Regions from separate parts of the Ovis aries genome. Here region 2 is linked to region 1. A link is a contact called in public Hi-C data. All regions are on one chromosome and are shown on one strand. The core of a region is the stretch at or near the end of the contact, and the rest is flanking DNA. Distances in the headings are between cores, read along the strand shown. Region 1 holds the start of TRABD2B (TraB domain containing 2B). Region 2 has its middle 120 kb from the start of TRABD2B.

What was found. Hi-C and Micro-C count contacts between places; a contact is called where the count stands out from the background.
Region 2: a contact with region 1 is called in a Hi-C map of liver, with 2.2 times the contacts expected there. The contact joins the enhancer-like site here to the promoter of TRABD2B in region 1. A contact is called at or near these places in 4 of 16 Hi-C or Micro-C datasets (liver, mixed tissues, skin fibroblasts and 1 more).

What each region holds. Positions count from the first base shown.
Region 1 is chr1:22,505,312-22,509,189 of ARS-UI_Ramb_v3.0, reverse strand. It overlaps TRABD2B (TraB domain containing 2B), which reads left to right and starts at 1,753. Exons shown (of 6, transcript XM_042247704.2): 1 at 1,753-1,984. The coding sequence starts at 1,883.
Region 2 is chr1:22,620,496-22,624,505 of ARS-UI_Ramb_v3.0, reverse strand. No RefSeq gene overlaps it. Among named protein-coding and RNA genes, the nearest start is that of TRABD2B, 120 kb to the right of the region's middle. Within about 2 kb of position 1,310, at least 1 of the 54 cell types and tissues checked has an H3K27ac peak or open chromatin away from gene starts, as enhancers often do. A contact at or near this core is called in liver, where this site is marked.

The sequences.
Region 1 (3,878 bases), core at 504-3,003:
CAGTATGTACCAAGTACGACACCTGGCCAAAGGACACAACTTAAGTTCTTACCACTGGGTTTTTGCTCCAGCCATGCCTAACTGCTAGCAGTCCCCTGCAGGTACCCGTGCTCTCCCACCTGCTCCTTTACTCAGCTACCCCTGACTTACCCTTCAAGACCACTCCCAGGAGTCTTCCCTGAGCCCTGAGGCTGAATGAGGACACTTTTCTCTCTGTTCCCATTTCTCTGAGCTTCTGCCTCTCCTGGCACTTACCGTCCATATTTTAATTACCTGTTTGCATGTTTGTCCCCATCTACCCTCCTCCATAGGCTGAGGGCTCTGACAACTTCATGCCCATGACTCAGTTTCCCTCTTTGCTGGAAACCATCCAGAGGCTTGGGTCTTGCCTCTTGGCCTTCTCTAAGTTTCATTTGCCTCTCCAGAACTGAAGGAGGCTGGTTTTAAGGGCTCTTTCAACTTTTAAGGTCTAAGGAACTGGGATATTGATACTCACCCTTGCAGGACCCCTCACCAGGATCCTGTGTGGTACAAAGATATAGATGGAGAAAGCTGTTTAAACAGTTTAAGTCTGAGGAAATTTTGAGGAAGATCATTTTGTTGTTCTGTTTGCATGCAACTAGTGTCCCCAGAACACCTACTAATCACGTGCCCGCATTGGGAACAGGGCTATGACACAAAGTTGTAGATACCAGCTTCCGGGGATTTCCTTTCAGTGCTGCCTTCCAGCCAGTCTGGGAGCGCCGACCCCCTCCTGTCCGTCTCCTCTCTAGCTGTTTACGGCTCCAGGACTTGTCTGGTCCATGTGCCCACGTTTGCCTCTGCCCGGGCCAGTGGAGTCCAGAGCGGAGCGGATTGAAGTTGGCCCTTCGGATATCGGCCCAGGCGCCCTCTGGCGGCCGCGCGCGGAAGCTGCGGCCCGGAGCGGAGCTGGCGAAGGGAGGAGGGAGGGAGATCGAGGAGGAGGCGCGGGCAGGGGAGGAGAGGAAAAAGTTGCGCTGGGAAGTTTGGAAAGTTGGGAAGTGGCTGCTGCGGGCTTCGCCTCCCTCCGCGCGTGTGTATGAGGGAGCGAGCGAGGGAACAGGAGAGGAGCGAGTGAGCGCCTGCCATGCCCATCAGACCCCGCCTCGCCGCGCCCGGGCGCAGAGCTCGCCCGGACTCCCTGCGGCCCGGCCCGGCCCGGCGCGGCCCCGGCCCCCCGCCCCCCGCGCCGGGTCCTCCCCTCCCCCCGCCCCGGCGGCCCCAGCCCCCCGCCCGGCCCGGCTCCGCGCCGCTCTCCCGCCCTCCTCTCTCCTTCCCTCCCGGCCGCGGAGCAGCATGGCGGAGCCCGGGCAGCGGCCGCGCGGCCGCCCGCCGCCCCTCTGAGCCCCGCTCGGGGGCCACCGGGCGCCCCAGACCCGACCCCCGCCCCCGCCGCGCCCGCCGCCGCACTTGTCCCACCGCGCGCCCCCTGGAGCACCGCGCACCCCTGGGACCCTTGCGCGCCCCGGGTCCCCAGCATAACCCCGGGTCCTCGCGCGCCCGCCGTCCCGGTACTGCTCCGGGAACACCGTGCACCCCTGGACCGCGACGCAGCTCCGGGACCTCCGCGAGTCCCGGGACCCCGGCGCGCTCTCACAGCCCCGGGGCTCGTCCAAGCGGGCGGCGCGCCCCGGTGAGGGGGCCCCGCCCCAGAGGATCCCCCTCTTACAGCGGGCGGAGCCCCGCCCCAAAGGGACCCCCGGGTCCGGCAGGGACATCCAGCCACGCCCCAAAGGGCTCCCGGCATCCCGCGTCCGGAGCCCCGCGCTGCGGAGGAACCTCTGTGCCCAGCCGGGGGCTGCCTGCCCCGCCGAGGGGGCGCCTCCCAGGACGGTCCCCCGCGCCCCGCAGGCCCGGCAGGATGCACGCCGCCCTGGCAGGGCCGCTGCTCGCCGCCCTCCTGGCCACCGCCCGCGCCCGCCCGCAGCCCCCGGACGGAGGACAGTGCCGGCCGCCCGGATCGGTGAGCGAGCGCCCGCCCGGCCACTCTCCCGGCCGCCCGGCCACTCCAGCCCCGCGGGGACGATGGTTTGGGGGTCCTGCCTTCCGCATCCACTTCGGCCCACCCGCTCCACCTCTCCGCTCCGGGCGCTGCCTCGGGCGCCCTGCCCTGGCTTCTGCCGCCCGAGCTCCTGTCCCGTGCTGGGAACCGAGCTGGGGCGCTCCCTCTCCAGCTCCTTCCCCACCCGCTGACGCTCTCGGGCTCTCCTCGGACTTTCGGTCCCGCTTGGAACTTTCCTCTCTGTGCCCTTTTGGACTCCCCTCTTACTTTGATCCCGTCTTTACCCTCTGGTTCCTCTCTTCCCACTTCTGACGCTGTTCCTTGCCTTTCTCTTCTCTGCCCCTTCCTGTCGTTCACACGCCCAGACTCCTCGCAAGCTCCCCTCTCTCTCTTGACCCCCGCCGGTGACCTCAGGCAAACTTTCTGCATCTCTAGCCCAGGCCCCAGCACCCACGCTCCCAGGTGCCCCCGGTTTCACGAAAAGGATGAAGATTCCAGAGGAGAGGAAAAGAAAGTGCCAGGACATGCTGGCCTAATATTTCTTTGGGGATTGAGTAATTACTAGGTTTCCTAATTTTCCTTCCAAACTAAGGAATCCCTTGATTTCCCTCAGTCTTTCTCCCTCGAAGTGTAAACTAGTGCCTTGAAAATAACCCTGGTTTGGAGACCAGGGAGCAGGAAACCGTCTGTTAGGTCCTCACTGGCTGCCCAGCTAGTTGACCTTGGGCAAGGTGCACCTCCAGCGACCTGACTTGTATGGAAACAGGGAGCTAGGCGGCAGGCAGAGTCCTCAGTGCCAGTCTCTCACCAGGATGCTGAGATTTACATTTGTTGACTATTGGTAAAGTAAGGTACTATTCCCTTTCCCCACCCCAACAGATACTTTTCTTTTGTACTAGAATCAGGCAGAAAAATTTTATGAGTTGACGGAAAGCTTGCAGGTGGTGGCTGGCAGTGGACGGTCCAGGGGGTGTTCCAGGGTCGATGGCAGTAATGGTTCAGAGGATGTTCCTGGGTGGACAGTGACTTTGCCTGAGAGACAGGAGAGACCCTTTCTCATGTCCCTTGACCCCTGGACCTAAACTGGATTGGAGAAATGACCCATGTCTTCACGACCCTCCTTCATCTCTACACACACACACACGCGCACACACACACACACACACACACACACACACACACGCACATTCCTCTTCAGAGCCTAGGTGACGGCAGACAATTGGACTTGGAGCCCAGGTACACCTTTTAAAGGGAGGAGCCTGGAAAGCATGTACATTTCTTGGGACTAATTCTGTGGAATCTTTCCCTCCCAAACTAGGGCCTGAGACTTTACTTAGCCTGCAGGTTTTAAAGCACTTTCTCATCTGTGGTTTCAGCTGGTGGAGCAGAGTAGCTGACACCCCAGACCTGCCCTCCAAAAAGAAAACTGCATCCGCCCTGCTGAATGGGGAAGTAGCTGTTTAAATAGGCTATTTTTAATAGGTGTTCTGCTTTCAAAGTGCTCTTGGCGTGTATCTTCTAATGGTTGGATTTAAAAGTTATATGACTTCCTCCCTTCTTGCCAGAGCAGGACTCTTGGTCCCCCTCTCCCCACCCTCCACATGAAACACCGCCGGTGAAGGTTTGGCTTGGCCAAGATTAAATATTCTCAGGTGGTGTGGCAGTCCTTGGCACTCACAGCTAGAGCCAATCATAACGAGAGCTTCCTTCACTGCCTTCACTCCTTCTGAGCCTGGCACTGCTCTCTGGGCTTATTTACATAGATTGTGTCTTTTCATCCTCCCAACAATCAGCTCCCATTTTACAGATGGGGAAACTGAGTCTGTGGGAAGTGAAACAGTGTGCTTAAGATCAT
Region 2 (4,010 bases), core at 61-2,560, 120 kb before region 1:
CACTGGTTCTCTCTTTACCCCCGTGTCTGCCTTATCAGTAAACAGAGGATATGAAAGCCATCAAGCCACTAAAGCTGCCCTGAGGGGGAACCCTGAGGGAACTCCAGTGTGTGTGTGTATGTGTGTGCGCACGTGTGTGCGTGTGTGTGGATGTGTTCAGTCATGGCTGACTTTGGCAACCCTTGGTCCACCAAGCTCCTCTTTCCATGGGATTTTTCAGGCAAGGATACTGGACTGGGTTGCCATTGCTTCATCCAGGGTATCTTCTTCCTCCAAGGGATCTTCCTGACCCAGGGATCAAACCCAGATCTTCTGTGTCTCCCGCAGGTGAATTCTTTAACCTGCTGAACCTTCAGGGAAACCCTGGTGGAGACCAAAGGACTGCGTGCAGCTAAGTCCTCAGCTACAGCAGCCCTGCCCCTCCCCACCACTGGTGAACTCAGAGGGAACTCAGGGTGGAAAAGGACAGGATGCTGGCCCTAGGTAGCTAAGGTGTGTATCAAAGGAATGATTTCAATAAGCCCAGAGTCTTGCACCTTCCCATACACAGAAAAGCACTAAACTCCTTAACTTGAGATATCTGGTTTTCTGTAAGTAACAGTAATCGTTTGACATTCAGACTACCTGGCCTTTGTTGCAAAAACTCCCATATATCCTGGCTCCTTCCTTGGCCTGCTAGGCTTGAAGTCCTTGGAATGTCTGCTGAATGAAACATAGTTTTCAACATTAAGGTTGTGCTTTTTTTTTCCACCCCCTGATCTCCCCAATGGCCCACCTCGGCCTCCAAGTCTTATTTCATTCAATGACTCTTCAGATTTGCATAGCACACCTACTCTGTGCCAGAGAGCTCCACTGCTGGAATATGCTCTCAGCCAAACCTTTCTCAGGTGGCTCAGGGGTAAAGAACCTGCCTGCCAATGCAGGAGACACGGGTTTTATCCCTAGGTCAAGAAGATCCACTGGAGAAGGAAATGGCAACCCATTCCAGCATTCAGCATTCTTGCCTGGGAAACCCCATGGTCAGAGGAAGCTGGCGGGCTACCATCCGTGGGTTGCAAGAGCTGGACACAGCTGACTGAGCGTGCACATACACATCTACTCAGAACCTGTTCATCTTGTGCCCTTCGTGCCCAGCCCAGAGAGAACACATCTGAAAGAATGGACGAGGTTTACCTCTGGGCCACAGGCAGCCGTACTCCTGATCCCAAGTTAACTCCAGGGCAACTAAACAGCATTACAGCAAACCTTTCTCACTGCAGTGATTTTTTTCAGTGATCCTGACAGGCATTGCTCCTCCAAGCCATCTTCTGACTAATCCAACCACAAGAGGGAGCCAAGTGCCCCATTCTTTTTTTTGTGGAGACCCACAGTTTGGAGGAATCAAGGGGAGGCAAGCAGATTACAAATTCAGTTGCTAAAGAATCTGCCTGATTTGATTCCTGGGTCGGGAAGATCCCCTGGAGAAGGGAATGGCTACCCACTACAGTATTCCAGCCTAGAGAATTCCCTGGATTGTATAGTCCATGAGGTCACAGAGAGTTGGACACGACTGGGCGACTTTCACTTCACTTCACTTCACTTCAAGCAGATTACAGGAGGCCTGGTTGGGGGGAGGGGTCAAGAAATGACCTCTGGCAACACTTCAGGTGAGAGGTGCTGTGCTACCCACCCCGAGGAAGGCAGGACGCTACCCAGAACTGAGCAGGCTTTCCAGCCAGGCCTACCTGGAGCCTTCCTGGTTGAGAGTCCACCTCAGATCATCATCTGTGAAACACAGAAGCTTGTACAAGGAGTCGATGTGGCCAAGGTGTGAGTGTGTCTGAAATCTGGTAGGTGCCCTCTAAACACTGGATGCTACCTTCTGCTGCCCCTCCCCCTGCCCTTTCTCCCACCACCCCCATTTTTGTCCTTTTATTTTTTTAATCTTTTGGCTGAGCAGGACAGCATGTAGGACCTTAGTTCCCCGACCAGGGCTCAAACCTGGCCTTCTGAATTAGCAGCACACAGTTTTAACCATTAGATCACAGGGAAGTCCCTCTCCCCTCTTTCTTTTCCTCATCTGATGTAGACAATGTTTCCCCCCCCCCAAAATTCATTTGTTCAGATCCTAACCTCCAATGTGGTGAGCCTTTTGGAAGTGATAAGGTCATGAGGGAGGAGCTGTCTCTTATAAAAGAGACCCCAGAGAGCTGTCTCACCATGTGAAGACACAGCAAGAAGACAGCTCATCTATGAACCAGGAAGCAAGCCCTCACCAGACACCCACCAGCTGGCACCTTGATCTTGAACTTCCAGCTTCCAGAACTGGGAAATGTCTGTCATCTATGTTGCTACCCTCTCTGTGGTATTTTGTTACAGCAGCCCAAATGGACTAGGAAAGCATCATATTCTCTTGCCTTTCCCAAAAGGCCAAATCATGCAGGGAAATCCTGGGGCCCAGAGTATCCACATCTCTAGGGAAGGTAGGAATTTGTCAGTTAGCTTCCCCTGTAGGCTTGTACTCTAAACTGTAAACTGTAAACTTTGCACTCTCCAGTTATGAGATGAACAGTCTCAACTGGGCCTGTTTATCACCAATCTTTCCACCAGATGATTCCTCCTCTGCCAGGGTATCCTCAGCGTCATGGCTCTCCCTTCCCACCCTCCCTGCCTGCCCAGCCCCAGTGAAGAGCAGTCCTTTGCCTCCAGGCTCCACTGAACATTGCCGGGTTCGGAACTCAGTGCCTCCCCAGGCAGCCCACAGTGAGGACAGCTGTCCTTCTCAGCTAAAGCTTGGCTCTCTACCACTGCTTCTGCCTCAGCCCTCAGAGGTTTGGAGTCAGAGACACAGCCCCCAGAATCTTCTCTCCTTGAGATTTTAACCAACCAATCACCCCCATCCTGGTAAAAATCTCCTCCTATGTGTGGTCTCCACCTCTGAAGGTGACTGGTCGATTGTGTTTCAGCCTGCCTGTTACCTCCCGTTCACCTGGTGGTTCCATCCAGTTCTCAGAAGGTTCTCACATGACTAGTGCAAAAGACTGAGCTCCCTAAGACTAGCTATTTATAGCTGGGAGCTTGGACATAGAGTCAGACCAGATCCACCAGCCACCCCGTCCCCTGCGCCCTCTCCTTCTCCTACTCCCCCGTGACCTCTCCCAACCCACAGGTGAGTGTCTGTCTGTTAACCAATACCCACAGAGCTCAGCTCTCTTGATCTCAAAAATCTCTTTCTTTAAAGATTCTTGTTCTTAAAAAGTGTATTTCTTTGGCTGTGTTGGGTCTTAGCCGCAGCATGCAAGATCTTTGTATCGGCGTGCAGGCTCAGTGGCTGCATGGACTTAGTTGCTCCATGGCGTGTGGGATCTTAGTTCCCCGAGCAGGGATTGAACCTGTGTCCTCTGCATTGGAAGGCAGATTCTTAATCACTGGGCCACCAGGGAAGTCCTCAAAAACCTCTTATGAAAAGAGTCCATCTCCAAGAGTTTTCTCCAGTAGATACTAACCAGTTTCCAAATGAAAAATCACCTGCCCACTGTCACCAGGCATGACCTCAGTTAATCTTGACCAGCAGATGGAGTGACTAGTTGCTCCCAGGACTGTAGGGGGACACAGTTCTCATGTTGTACAACAGCCCCGTCCTTCCCTTCCCCACCCTCCCAATATACACATACACACATGCACACCCAATACACACACACACACACACACTGCCATCCCATGCAGCTGCAGAGAGCTGAAAACTCTCTGAAGCACAGGGACTGTCCCAGTTTCATTCCTGTATCCCCAGGAAAGTGCCTGGTGCCCAATACATTCTCCATAAATGTTTGCTGGACTGAAGAGGGTCACAGGGGAAACAGTTCAAACAGCTTCTTAGAGCATCAGTGAGAAAAATGTCTTGTCTGGATTTCCTGCTGGTCAAATCCTGCATATAAAGTTCTAAATGGGAGATTTTAAATGTAGAAACATTTCTGTGAGACCCACCTCCCATCCTTTCCTACGAAACTTAGACTTCATCTTTGGTTTCAGTG